Regions from separate parts of the Zea mays genome. Here region 2 is linked to region 1. A link is a contact called in public Hi-C data. All regions are on one chromosome and are shown on one strand. The core of a region is the stretch at or near the end of the contact, and the rest is flanking DNA. Distances in the headings are between cores, read along the strand shown.

What was found. Hi-C and Micro-C count contacts between places; a contact is called where the count stands out from the background.
Region 2: a contact with region 1 is called in a Hi-C map of leaf, with 2.0 times the contacts expected there. The contact joins the promoter of LOC100384695 here to the promoter of LOC103649797 in region 1. A contact is called at or near these places in 4 of 25 Hi-C or Micro-C datasets (bundle sheath, leaf, tassel and 1 more).

What each region holds. Positions count from the first base shown.
Region 1 is chr3:19,814,028-19,821,289 of Zm-B73-REFERENCE-NAM-5.0, reverse strand. It overlaps LOC103649797 (MADS-box transcription factor 51), which reads right to left and starts at 5,049. Exons shown (of 5, transcript XR_004857088.1): 1 at 4,433-5,049.
Region 2 is chr3:19,968,375-19,974,567 of Zm-B73-REFERENCE-NAM-5.0, reverse strand. It overlaps LOC100384695 (cytochrome P450 family 77 protein), which reads right to left and starts at 1,758. Exons shown (of 7, transcript NM_001177171.1): 1 at 1,199-1,758; 2 at 1-53. The coding sequence starts at 1,726. LOC103649802 (a long non-coding RNA gene) reads right to left here and starts at 4,146. Exons shown (of 3, transcript XR_563711.4): 1 at 3,723-4,146; 2 at 2,936-3,027; 3 at 2,526-2,838.

The sequences.
Region 1 (7,262 bases), core at 3,800-6,299:
GTCCAATGACTTGAGCACAAATGTGATGATTAAATTTTCAAAGGTAAGTGATCCTTTCGATAATTTTGGGAATAGATTATCTAATTATGTTATCGTGCTTGATAACATTAGAGAGGGTCATGAAGTAATTGAAGGTGTGGAGGTGAAGATCAAAAAGAACGCCCAAGACCAATTAAAGGCATTAGTCCAACTCGAGTTTGAGTCTGAGTGGACCTTTAGGACCATCCTGTAGTAAAACAGATGTGCGAGACATACACGACATACATAATCCATTTTTTATGATCAATATATGAATAGAAATATATTTTCATAAGCTAACTAATAATTTTGATCTAAGGTCTAATTTCCACCGGAATTAATGAAATTATCGAAATAAGTCAGCATTCAAAATATGTTAGTGTTGTGTCACAATTTTTTGGTTGGCTAGGCATGTGTTGTCTTAGAGCCCATTAGGGGACACGTTCAAGGGGTGTGATAGCCTTAGGATATATAATTAGTAGCCACTACTCATGTTAGGACTCAAGTTTTGCTTTTAAAAATTATCTTTGAATAATTGTCATTATAGGGTTATAAAACCCCACTTTTGTGATCTTAGTCATACATATATTGTTAGCATTTTTGTTGAGCTGTGTACTTTCAAGTTCTTTCTTGTGTTTTCGATTCACTGACATGGATTAGCCTTCTTAACGAGATCAACCGGATTAGTGACACGGTTGATCACCATAAGAGTCGTAGTACCACGTTCCACCAAAACAGAAGTTATCATGAACCCGATGGAACATTAAGGACTCCATTATCATAACAAATAGCGTATTAGGTAACCTTGTGAATAATTCTGATTCCTTGTTTGGGGACTAGGTAGAAAATTAGTAAAAACATGATGATTTGGTGATGTTTGGATGTGGGGTTGTACTGGTTGTACTTTGGGCCACTTGGAAAACTAGGAATGATATGTGCTTTAGTAGTAAAATGATTATCGATCCTTCTAATGTGATATTTTTGTGCTATTTCTAGATGGATTCAAGTTTATTGTGTGCTAAAATACCCGCTGTTGGGGGTCTTCTTCTCTGCCGAACATTTTTTATTACTTCTTTTGGATGCTGAACAATATAGAATTATGTTTTGAGTTGAATAAATTAGAATTTTGATCTAAAATTTTGTGATAATTGGTCTAATTTTCTTAGTTGAAAGATGAAGCCGAATATTTATTCCTTTATCTAAAAAATCTAATAATAACTTAAAATGTTTAATAATAGGTAGACATGGATATCGGAATTCTAATAACTCTCGTCGTCCAAGTATATGAGATGCAACCACTTTTTTATTCTAGTCTCATAATATAAGGTGTTGCCTTGGAGCCTGAAAGCATCTAGGCCCCTGGTTGGTTTTAGTGATTAATGACAACGTAATATTATATGTGACTAGCGTGTGTTTTGCAGAGCAAATGGTAAGTTAGGTCGCATTACAGAAAGTTGTACTACAATGGTGAAAACAATCCCTGAGATGAGAACTTGAAGCGACAACTGAAACGACGAATCAAAAGATGAAAGTCTTCATATTCCGAGTGTTGAAGGAGTTGTAGACACTCGGTATAGAATTAGGTCTTCTATTTTGTTTTAGCCGTACTATAAAGAGAGGTTGTGGATGAGTAGTTTGACCAAGAGAATTCTAGTGTAGTGTTGGTGCATATTCACACTTACATCTAGTGTTAGGTGTCACTCTATAACACACTCACGAGTTAGAACAAAAACGGTTTTGAAAAACAAAAGGAAAAACGAAGTTAGGGTTTCTGTCTTAGGGGCACCAGACTGTCCGATGTGCACCAGACTGTCCGGTGCACCCCCTGACAGTGGTGCCAGTCAGCCCCGGGGGCAGTGATTCTGTCCCCGAGAAAATCCGAGAGCAACGAGTGGAGAAAAAGAATTTTAGCCGCCACACCGGACTGTCCGGTGTGCACCGGACAGGTACTGTTCACTGTCCGTTGTGCCATCAGCCCAACTGCTAGCTGTCAGAACTAGCCGTTGGAGACGACCGTTGGCGCACCGGTGGCACACGGACTGTCCGGTGCGCCCATACGCAGAACAGCCAGGTAACGACTAGTTTGGTGAGTGGGGCTATTTATACCCCGTCCACCTACCTTATTGAGTGTCTTGCTGCCCACATTGATGACCACATATTGCTACAACATTGCAAGCACAACAAAGACTAGTGAGGTGACTAGAAAATCTTAATTCCACGTCAGGACCTCATTAGTGCAAGTGAGAGCCACCTAGAGCACACACCACATGCATTAAGCTTCTCTTGGTAAAGTGAAAGTCTATTGCTTGTTACTCTTGGTGATCGGTATCACCTAGATGGCTTGGTAGCGTTTGGAGCACGGTGATCACCTCGGATGATTTGTTGGTGACCCGACTCAAAGATTGTAAGCGGTCGTGAGGGATCCACCGCGCCGGAGTGGCAAAGGATCACCTCATAGTGAGTACTTAGTTCTTGACCAAGGGGGAGCGATACCCTTGCGCGGGTGCTCCAACGATGACTAGGAAAGAGTGCCGACTCTTCGATACCTCGACAAAATATTGGAGGAGTCTTCTCAACCTTGTTTTACTTTCCGCATTTAATTCAAGCATTTTACTTTATTCAATTGTTTAGCAAGTAGTTGAAGTGATGTCTTAGGATTGTTATCTTTCTAGTAGTATTCTCTTATTGCTAGTAGTTAGGTGAAGTTGGGCTCTAGCTTAGGGTTTAAATATTTGCTCAGGGTTTAATTGTTGTTGAATTTTTAGAAAAAAGCCCAATTCACCCCCTCTTGGGCATCATGATTCTTTCAGAGCCATACTAAGAGCATCTCTAACCGCTCTCCAACAAATAACTATTAAAAACAGATTTTAAGGGCCATACTAAGAGCATCTCTAACCGCTCTCCAACAAATAACTATTAAAAACTAGTTTTTAGGAGTATCTCAAAAATTATTAGGGTAGATTTTAACCATTTCTCCAACCATTCTCATAACTAGGCCAAGCCACTCTTGGACCCACATTGATATGTTTCACTTGTGTATTTTCTTCTTCCACGACTTTGACATCTGTCCAACGACCAAACATATACCACCATCAAAGGTTGTTGGTTGTACGTGGGCGGACGTGGCCGGTGAGAGACTACCAACGGCGAGACCGAGCGATAGCAGAGATCTGATCGACAACGGAGGTTCAATAGCGGGTTGTGAGATGGTAGAAGCAGGATAGTGTGGGCGCGTTGCCAGCAACGGACGACGAGGTTGCGCAGATGGGGAGGATGCGCTCACGGAGGTAGACGACGAGGTTGCGTGGGTGGTAGCGGATTGTGAGGTTGTGTGGGCGTGGCACGTTTGTGTTTTCTAGGAAGCCCAAAAAGCCCCCGTTTGTAGCTACAAATGAGAGTTTTAATGACTATAAAGAAGTTGGAGCACTTTAGAGAAACCGTCGAAGACAAGTTTTTTGTGTTTTTCATGAAGAACTTAATTTATAGACTTTTGAGGAGCTTTTATAGATGCTCTAAGACAAACTTTACTCTGCAAACGACCAAACGTTGTAATCTACCATGCAAATCGCCAATCTTAGGAGATATGTTGCGGACAGCCTAAACACCCCTTATTAAGACACTCCCTTAATAAGGTGTCAAGGGATCCTTTCATTTTGAGAAATATGTATAGACCTTCCGTTTAAGGAAATATGTATGGATTGCAAGATTGGATTAGCATCGGCATCGAGGAGCAGCACTGCAGCAGTTGTGCAGTGCCAGGCACTGAGGGAAAAGGTAGTCAAGGGCGGTCTTGTCGTGATGACTAATAATCGTCCAAACCAACCAACTCTCCGTACGTGACGGCAGCGGCGAGAAATCCCTCTCTCCCAACCCAACATCAGCCAGAGCAATCAGTAATAAATAAACAAAACAAAACAAAAAATAGTCGCAGCACTAGAAGAAGTAGCAAGCCAAACGAGCCCACTTCCACCCGCACGCAAAGCACGTGCGCATGGCGAGAAGCGACAGGGCTGGCGAGGCCACTATCTATTCTGAAGCGGCGAGAAGGCAGAGCACAGCACACCCGTGCGGCCGGCCGGAGCCCGGAGCTGTAGCAGGCATACGGATACGGCTAGGGCAAGATCCGGAACAGGTGGACGCACAGGGACAGGCAGGGGTCAGGTCATGCTCCCAGTCTCTCTCATGCAAGGTGTGGCGCAACGCGCAAGTGCAACTCGGCGGGAGACAGTCTGGAAGCTAGCGCATGGCGAGGCGGCGGGACAGGACAAGGGGGGATCGAGGGAGGCCGACGAACTGCTCTTGCTAATAGTCAGTCAGGATGGTATGAGCACACAACAAGCAACAACAAATCGGATGGAACAGGAAGGGGAGCGATCGAGGCCGGGGCGGGAGGGAGAATTGGAATTATTATTACCTGGTGGAGGCGTACTCGTAGAGCTTGCCGGCGGGGGAGAAGACGATGAGGGCGACCTCGGCGTCGCAGAGCAGGGAGAGCTCGAAGGCCTTCTTGAAGAGCCCCGAGCGGCGCTTGGAGAAGCGCACCTGCCGGCTCACCCGGTCCTCGATCCGCCGCAGCTCCACGCGGCCGCGGCGTGCCATCGCCTTCCCGTCCGCTCCAATCCGAGCCGCCATAGGCTGATAATAGGCTAGCTGGCCTCACTTCACGCTGCTGGGCCTGGCCGCCTGGGAAGGAAAGGAACAGGGAGCGCGGTTGCTGGAGGCTGGAGCGAGCGCGAGGGGTTGGGGACGGGGAGTGGTGGGACCCGGCGCTCGGTCGGTGACGGCGGACGGCCGCACGGGGGTCAGGTCACTCTCGTTCATTCACCAGTGCCCAGTGCTCGTATGTTTGTGGCAGTCACGACGCTCTCGTGGTAAATTTCCAGATCGGGAAAACGCGGCGTGGAGGCGGTTTGGCTGGCTCCTGGCTGGCTGGCTCGTCATGAGCGTGAGCCGTGAGGGCAGGTGTGCGACATGCCCCACGCCCGCGCGTGAGCGCGGCTGTCCACACGGCACTCGCGCCCCGAGCCACTCGCTCTTCACGCGCGCCCACGCCGCAAATATCTCGCCGTCCTATGGCGGTTCGAAGCTGCGCGGATAAGGACGCTCTCGACCATTTTTCTTCTGGTGAAAAAACGAGAGAGGACACACTCGACTCTCCAGATCCTTCCTCATGTCGGTAAGTTGCGGGGAGGTGTTTGGCCTATCGAATGTCGGTATTAATATTAAATCTATTTAAAGATATAATATCAATATTATCCTCTTCATCTAAAATAATAATCATGTTAGACCAAATAAAACGTAAAATCTTATAAATTTTATGTTATGAAGTGTTTGGTTGAAGAGCCAAGTAGAATGGAATCGTTCTGTTCTAGTTTTTTTGCTATTTGGTTACAAAGTAACTAGAACGGAATGACTCCAATTAGGGAATATTCTCCTCAGATCCAGAATCATTCCGCTCCAAAAAATCAACCGGACGGAGCCGCTCCGTTCCCATCCCGCTCTCACAGTCATGCTCCGTTTTGTTCACTCTGCAACCAAACAAAAAACAGAGCCGCTCCGTTCCAAATTACCAAACATAGAACAGAGCGGCTTCGTTCCTATAAATAGGAATAGAACGGTTCCGTTCTACTTGGCTCTTCAACCAAACACTGCCTAAAAGGACTCAAGAAATTGGTGAGAGATACACTTATGTATATAGTATTACATTTAAACTTGTCACCATATTTGTCTCAAAAAATTTAGTTCCTTCACGCGGCTTGTTTCGGAGCAAAGAGATTGAGGGGGTTAAAATATTTTATTAATTAATATAATATAAGTTTAATATGATAACACATATTTACTAATTGATCTAAGTATAATTTTAATAATAACTAGTCGGTTACCCGTTTGTTGCGACTTGCGACGGCTCACAACAATACACACGTAAATTATCCATAAAAAAGATCTCAAGATTTTTTATTGGTTGTCTCCGCTCTTTGCATAATATTTTTTTATGAACGCACGGGTATCATAGGCAGCAAATCCGAGACACTCATCCCTTGCCTCCCCCACTTCCAAGGTTTCGTAGAGCAGGAGGGGAAGGGAAGAGGTGGGCATACCTGTTCGTTGCCGGAGAAGGACACGACGAAGACCTGGGCATCTGGAGCCGACATAGGTAGTATACCGCTAGATATATAGGGAGAGAGCACGCAAGCGGAAAAAGAAGCTCAGCCAGAGCAGCTCCAAACCAAGAGGCACCCGCACCAGGCGACAGTCCGAGAAGGGCGAGAGAATGTGAGTGTCTTCCCAGCCCTGGACCCGCCGAAACGACACAACACCACCACCAACTCCGTAGCATATGCCGACTGCTGCCACGCTACGGGTCATAGTTGTCCAATATCTCAGACCTAGACTCCTTATCGCTAAGATAACCTAAGCGTGGCAGGCGCCACCATGTCCTCCTCAACGACACACATAGAGAAAGGCCAGAAGCATGACCGACTCGCCCCGTACACGCGTCGACGAGCGTCGGTCGGCTCGCGGCTGCGATCGTGGGTGGGGCAGCAGGTTGGGGAGGAAGAATAGGGTGAAGGATGGGAAGACCAACAGGACGTCCAACGACGGTGAAAACGATGGTGCGCGCATGATGTGAAACGTCCTCGTTGACGTGCAATAGCCACTACGCGAGTCGGTGTCAGGGCTTCCTCCTACGCCTCTACCGAGAATGGGATGGCGCGGAGGTGGAGGCATGAGGGGAGAGAGAAAAGAAGTAGAACGGCGAACGAGGTGATGGCAACTGAGGCGAGGACCATAATTATCATAATTATTGTGCAGAGGTATAGATGGCCAAATGGGCCGTGTCTAGCGAGCCTGCCCGAGGCACGACCCATGTAATAGTGCCTGGGCCAACCCTGCACGAGCGTCATGCGGTGTTTGGGTTGTAGCCTCAGTCCGTAGCGCTGGTCCGACCCGACACGATTATTTTTTTATTTTACAAAAAATCATATATACATATGTACAATTTATATTCAATATTATAAACACCTAAGCATGCTGTTCTTCTGATTAGACAGTTTCGCTCAGTGTCTTCCACCCTTCTTCCATCAAGGTGTGGGTTCAAACCCCATCTCATGCATCGCTTTTTAACATACCCTATCTCCTGCACTGCTTTTTAATATTTTATGTTGAGTTGATTTGGAAGAAATGTAGGGTCTTTTTTAAAAAAGATGACGCATGACGACCGTTGAAACTGGTGCTTTAAGTAT
Region 2 (6,193 bases), core at 509-3,008, 160 kb before region 1:
CCAATGCTATTAGCAACAGCATCAATCAGCGCCATCTCCACCCCTGCTCTGGCCTTAAATGGAAAAGGATACAGTCAAGTGCAACTATAGGACTAATCATTAATAAGTCTAAACAAAAAACAAACAATTGAGTGACCATCAAGAAAATAAAATCATATGCAAAACTATGTCAGTTCTGTTGTGTTGATCTCATCCGACTCGGTAAAGGGGCCAACTCAGATACGACACTCGCATTCTGATCAGGGACACAACAACCTACTGATTGTAGCACCCTTTTGTACCGCGTACATAAATAGATAAGGGGCTAGCACATGAACCAATGTCCGGCGTATACTCGCATGAGATCTGATCTAATCTCTACGCGGCTAGTGAAGGAAAGGTCACCGGTGTCGTCACCGACATCGAGTACCAAACTCTGGCCCTCTTATGGTGTCTTCCCAAAATTCAGAAGGTATCACTCCCTTTGTTCTACAGTTATAGTGGTTAAGGTTGCAAGCTAAGGTCATAGAGGTCTCTCAGTGGTACCGGAGCCATAGTTTTAGGATCTGAGCCTAACCTTAGATACTAGTTTCCCTTCATTTTTGGGGTGAATTCGAGTAAAATCCCTCTAGCTCGCAAGTTCTTTATGTCTGCATCTCATCAATTTCCAAGAAAAATAACTGGCCACATGGAGGATTTGCTACAAGGAAACTGTATGACTGTGTCAGCGGTTGTAGGCTTGAAAAGGCCTATTTTTTGGATAATGGAAACAAAATGTTTCAGCCTTGCAGTCTCCTACATACGGCTTTACAGATCAAAAAATAAACAAACATGCACCATAAAAAAGAAACATCCTTAGAAAGACCATATAATCAAAATCAAGCGCCCTCTAATCTAGCATATAACCAAACACACACCATGAAAATTGAAAAAGCCTATGGACTGGAAGAGTATAATAACTGGTGGTCCAGCAAATCACTTCAGTAGTTCAGCGCCCGAAAGCCATATACATTGTTCGTAGACATTAAACTGCATATCAACATCGAGCACACCACGTCACAGTCCCACAAATTCAGATTTGCAAACAACCTAGACTTCTTAACTGGAATCACGCCCCTATCTTTCCCGACGATCAATGATCAAACACTTGTCAATCCACCACGGTAACGGAGGCCAAATTTCACTAGATGAGTCGGGCGAGAAGCTGCGGATTCCTCACCGAGGCGAAGGCGTGTCCCGGAAGCACACTGGCGAGGTCCTGGAGCACCGCGCCGAGGGGCGCCGCTGGGGCGCCGACGAGCGCTGCGCACGCCCGTCCCGCGGCGTCGAGCGCTGCCGGCTGGTCCTCGGCCGTGACGGAGGGCAACACGGGCGCCTCCCCCCACCCGACAGCGCCGGTGCGGAGCTCGACGCGCACGGCGACGTTGGAGACCGCGACGAGGCGGGAGGACGCGATGGTGAAGGGCGCGGCGAGCGGGACGTCGAGCGAGCGCGCGTCGGCCGCCGCCACGTCCACGGAGAAGGTCCCCTTGAGCGCGTCGAAGCCGAACGGCTCCACGGGGGACGCCGGGGTGGGCGGGGACTGGGACGGCGAGATGGCGCGGAGGCGGGTGGTGCTGGGCGCGGCGGCGGGCTGGCGGCCGGCCGCGACGAGGGTGGGCCTCGGGCTCGCGCCCGGGCTGGTGGGGGTTCCGGGGAGCCGGAGAGGCGAGGAGGACGAGGAGATCGAGGGGTCCATTGGCACCATTGCCCACTGGACTGGAGAACCGAGCGGAGACCGTGCGGCCCGAGTTGTCACTTGACAGTGCATATAGTAGTACATAGTGGATATAGCAACGTAACGTGAGACCCGAGTTGTCAGTGGGTCGAGACTAACTGACGATGCTGCCACTGGCGCACGGGGCCCGCGTGCTACCGCAGCGTTGGCAAAGCGCCAAGTGGGCACGGAACTGTTGGCGCGCATGGCTCTCCTTTTCAATGCTGCGCGCTTTGTGCCCACCTGCTCGCTGGTACTGTAGTGTGGGCGATGCCGTCGAGGGGGACGACACCGGCGTAGCGTGGAGATCGACATGTGGGCCTGGACGTCGCCGCTGCGTGGACACCAGATTCCACGACGCTGATACGTTGGCAATTGGCACCGATTGGGTGGCACTGGCACCTAGGCTCAGTATGTTCGATTTACTTTAATCTGTACTAGATTTTATCTATATAATTTATAGTTGTAACAGTCTGGATCGAGCTGTTGTTCGCCGTAGAGGTAGAGCTAGAGCGGGAAGACACATCACCAAGTAGCAACAGTAAGCCTGGTAATGGGTCACAATCCGGCCCCAACCCCACTTCAATCCTATAAGTTTAAAAAGTGAACCCAGCCCTACTTAAATCCAAATTGATTTGATACAACTCAATTCAATCCGTTTTTTAATGCCCCGGCATCCTAATCCGCCTCGATCCTTTTAAAATCCACGGGCCAATCCAAGGGCCTTCATATACAAGCAAGCACCACCATAAGCTAATGAATTAGTATAATCTATGGGCTCACAAACAAATGATAGAAAACAACCACAAAGTGCAACCATGAAATTAGTATCCTCCATTATACTAAAATGTTTATCAACTCACAAGCAAAGACGCTCCATGCACGAAGAGAAACTGCTCGCAGGAGGACTACAATATCCATTATACTAAAATGTTTATCGACAGCCATGATCCAACTGAATTCAGATAACTGAACTTAACAATGTTGCTCGGCAAGACTCCTCAACGAGTGAAGGCAGGACTCCTCAATGTGTAGAGGCACTCGCAGGATAGCTGCTTTACAACAGAAAGAGAATCACCGGAAGCACCAAGGAACTCCTTAGCCTGGACAAATGCAGAGAATCAACAGAAAGAGAATCACCGGATAGCCATTGTAAATGGTGCTTTACAACATAAGGATATTTATATACAGGCAGTTTACCTTGCAGCAGAACCACTGAGCTTATCTGCCTCCTCCATACTGCAGATGACTTCCTTTCGCTTGTCACCGGAAGCACCAAGGAACTCCTTAGCCTGGACAAATGCAGAGTTAATTGATTCAGAGTTAGTGTTTTGCCTGAATTCACAAATGCAGTAGCATCAGTTGAGATAGCCTCGTCAATTGATGAAACCCCCTCCATGGCCTAGGCTGCAAAATTACCAATTGAAATCATTCAATTGAAATTGTATCGGTTATAATTTATACACACACAACAACATGCTTATAACAATATTTAACTCTAGAACATGTACAATTAGCTATCCATATATTTACGATCAGTTTTTAGTGATACATTTTTTTATAATATTTACGATCAATTAATTTGGCACATGATGGTATGTCCTTATACTGAGTTGATTTCAACCAAATTAGGAAAACAATATACAATAATATCTTGGGCAGGGGACAAAAACAACCTACACTGAACAGCAAAAGCCAAAACTGATCTGCAAAGGCATTATACTTTCTGCATTTGTAAGCTCTTGTGCATCATAAACTAAAAGCTTGGGACATAGTTGAAATAGAGTCTAGTTAATTATCTTACATATCGAGCAGACTGAAACAGTAATGAAAGTAGCACCAAGAGTAAGAGCTATCAACATTCAAACTAAAATTAATCTAAAATAGACTCAAACAATAATTAAAGTAGCACCGAGAGCAGGTGATGGCAGGTAGCTGCTTAAATGGAGAGATTAACCTGAAGCTTTCCTCCTAGAAAGAACCGCACCTATTGGATGACGTTACAGCAGAGATCTGAGTTGGGCTACAGCTGGGCTACGGCTGCTGGGTCGAGAGGAAGACCTCCACGATAGGGACAACGTCTCAACGAGGCCGCCTACAGGTATCGCGTTGCCTCCTTGCGAGCGTCGCGCTGCCGCCTCCCAGCGAGCGCCACCTCCCTGTAAGCAGCACGGCGGTGCGGATGCCTGAGAGATTGAGACGTAGCCCTTTCACATGATCCACGGGCTTATGCCCTTTCGTTCGATCCAGTAGCACATTTGGGCTTTGTTTGATGATGTGTCGGTCCTTTAGTGGAGTGTCTTGATCCAACTCTGCCCTAATCAGTGGAGAACCCAAAGAAGCTCAAATTTGTTAGCCCGCGAGTTTAGAGCCCCTTTCTGCCCATGAGTTTATATGGCCCATTCCCAAGCCTAAGCAACAGACATGAGACATCCCTCTACTACAATTTAGCCTCTGTCACATACAATGTTTAATGCTAGTTAGAAATATAAATATAGTTCAATTACAAACTAATCATATAGATAAGAACTAAACAGATAAGAACTAAACGATAAGATGTATCTATTAAGCTTAATTAGTTCATGAACGGCCACCGATGGGACAACAGCGTATGATTAAGATCGCAAGCCATCATGTCATCTTGAGTGCATCAACTAGAGTCTACAGTTTCTAGCTCGCACTCCTGGTTCTTTTGAGCTGAATGCACTCCTCGTCGTATGAGTCTAGGACCGGAATCGTTTTTTGTATGCTGAGCATTGGTTGATTCAAATTAATCGAACAGGCAAGCTCAAGCTACTAAGCTAGTAGTACTAATTCGAAGTGGTTAGCCCGCCGCGCGCTAGCCATCAACCATGCGATCAGCACTGGCTATCATCACCGTGCCGACCTCCATCGCATAATCGCATTGTCTGTTTCCTTGGTCTTTCTAGTCTGCAAAGCATTGTGTCCTTATCGTCAATGGTGGTCGTTTAAAGCAAACAAAAATAACACGGCGGAGGCACTAAAGTATCTAATGGCATGTTAGCCTGATCCGCAGCCTCCGACGAACTTGGCCGGCCGTCCTCGACCTCATCTCTTTCAAGGCGTGTGTGTTGACCGCGACATCGGACAATGACACAAAAAACTGCCGCGGTTGCGGACTTCGCGTGATCATTGTTAAACTCCACCGCGGACTAATTTCCTTAACCCATTTGGAATACATATAGTGATTAGAATCCCGACCAAGTCAAAAATTCATAAAAAAGCAGAAACGGTCAGGCCTCATTTGTTTCGTTGGAATTAAATTCCATTTTAATAATTAAAATTTAGACCACACTAGTTAAGTTCATATATTTGTATATTATCCTAAATCATATAAGAGATAGTTATATACTACATTTATATTATAATGAAGCAAATAGAAGAGTGTGTTATAAGTTGTACATCGGAAAAATAGCATTGAAATCTATAAAATCAATTTCTATCTCTTATCCCGTGAATTTAAGATAGGCTTATATGATAACTTTGAAAAGTGGTGGAATGTCACATTCTAAAAAAATAACCTATTATTCCATTGGTAAGATTTCAATTCCTCAAAATTAAAGAAAAACAAATGGGACCTCAAGGAATTCAAACTTCCACAGTATTTTTCTGTTGTACATGATTCGGCCTCAACTCACGAGTGCCCCTAAATAGCAAAAATAACGTGTCCTTCCGTTAGAATTTCAACCACTTCCCAAGCAGCAAAACCAATAAACACATCCAAGAAACATACATGTATCAACAACCACAAAGTAGACAATAGCTTCTACTAACACTACGACCAAATATCTGAAGCATATCTATAGATGTTTCGCTGATTATGAGAGCCATTGGGTCCCTCTACTAGCCCCAAGGTTCTTAGAGTCCCTAGCATGAGAGTCGTTGGATCTTGAACGCCCAAAGCCCCCGAGAAACACAAGAGTCTTAATGCGACTAAGTGTAATATATGTTAAGACAAAAGAACGTGTCTTAATGCGAGTTCATGGCTTTTGTTGTCCTGGCTTCCAGTGCTTTTGTGTCAGCCGGCCCCTAGCTTGTTGGTGTGGGGATTGCTTTGTGGCAGTAAGCTGTGTGGTCTGTGGTGGGAGTTGTTAGGTGCATGGTTGCAGCAGTTGTCTGTTGTTCTATCCCTTGTACTTCTAGTCTGTCAAGTGGAAGTGGTATTAACAGTTAAATGTGTTCCAACTGCACTATTTTCTCTTGGAATGTGAGGGGTTTAAATGACCCGGCCAAACGTGCCAGTGTGAAACAAATAATTCTGTCCTCAGGTGCAACCATTGTTTGTCTCCAAGAAACAAAAATCATGAACTGGACCAATGACTTACTGAAGGAAACCGTGGGATGCAAGCTGGCTAGTCAAACAGTTCACCTCCCTTCGCAGGGTGCCTCTGGTGGAATTCTTATGGCCTCTGACGCAAATTTGTTCGATATGGACCT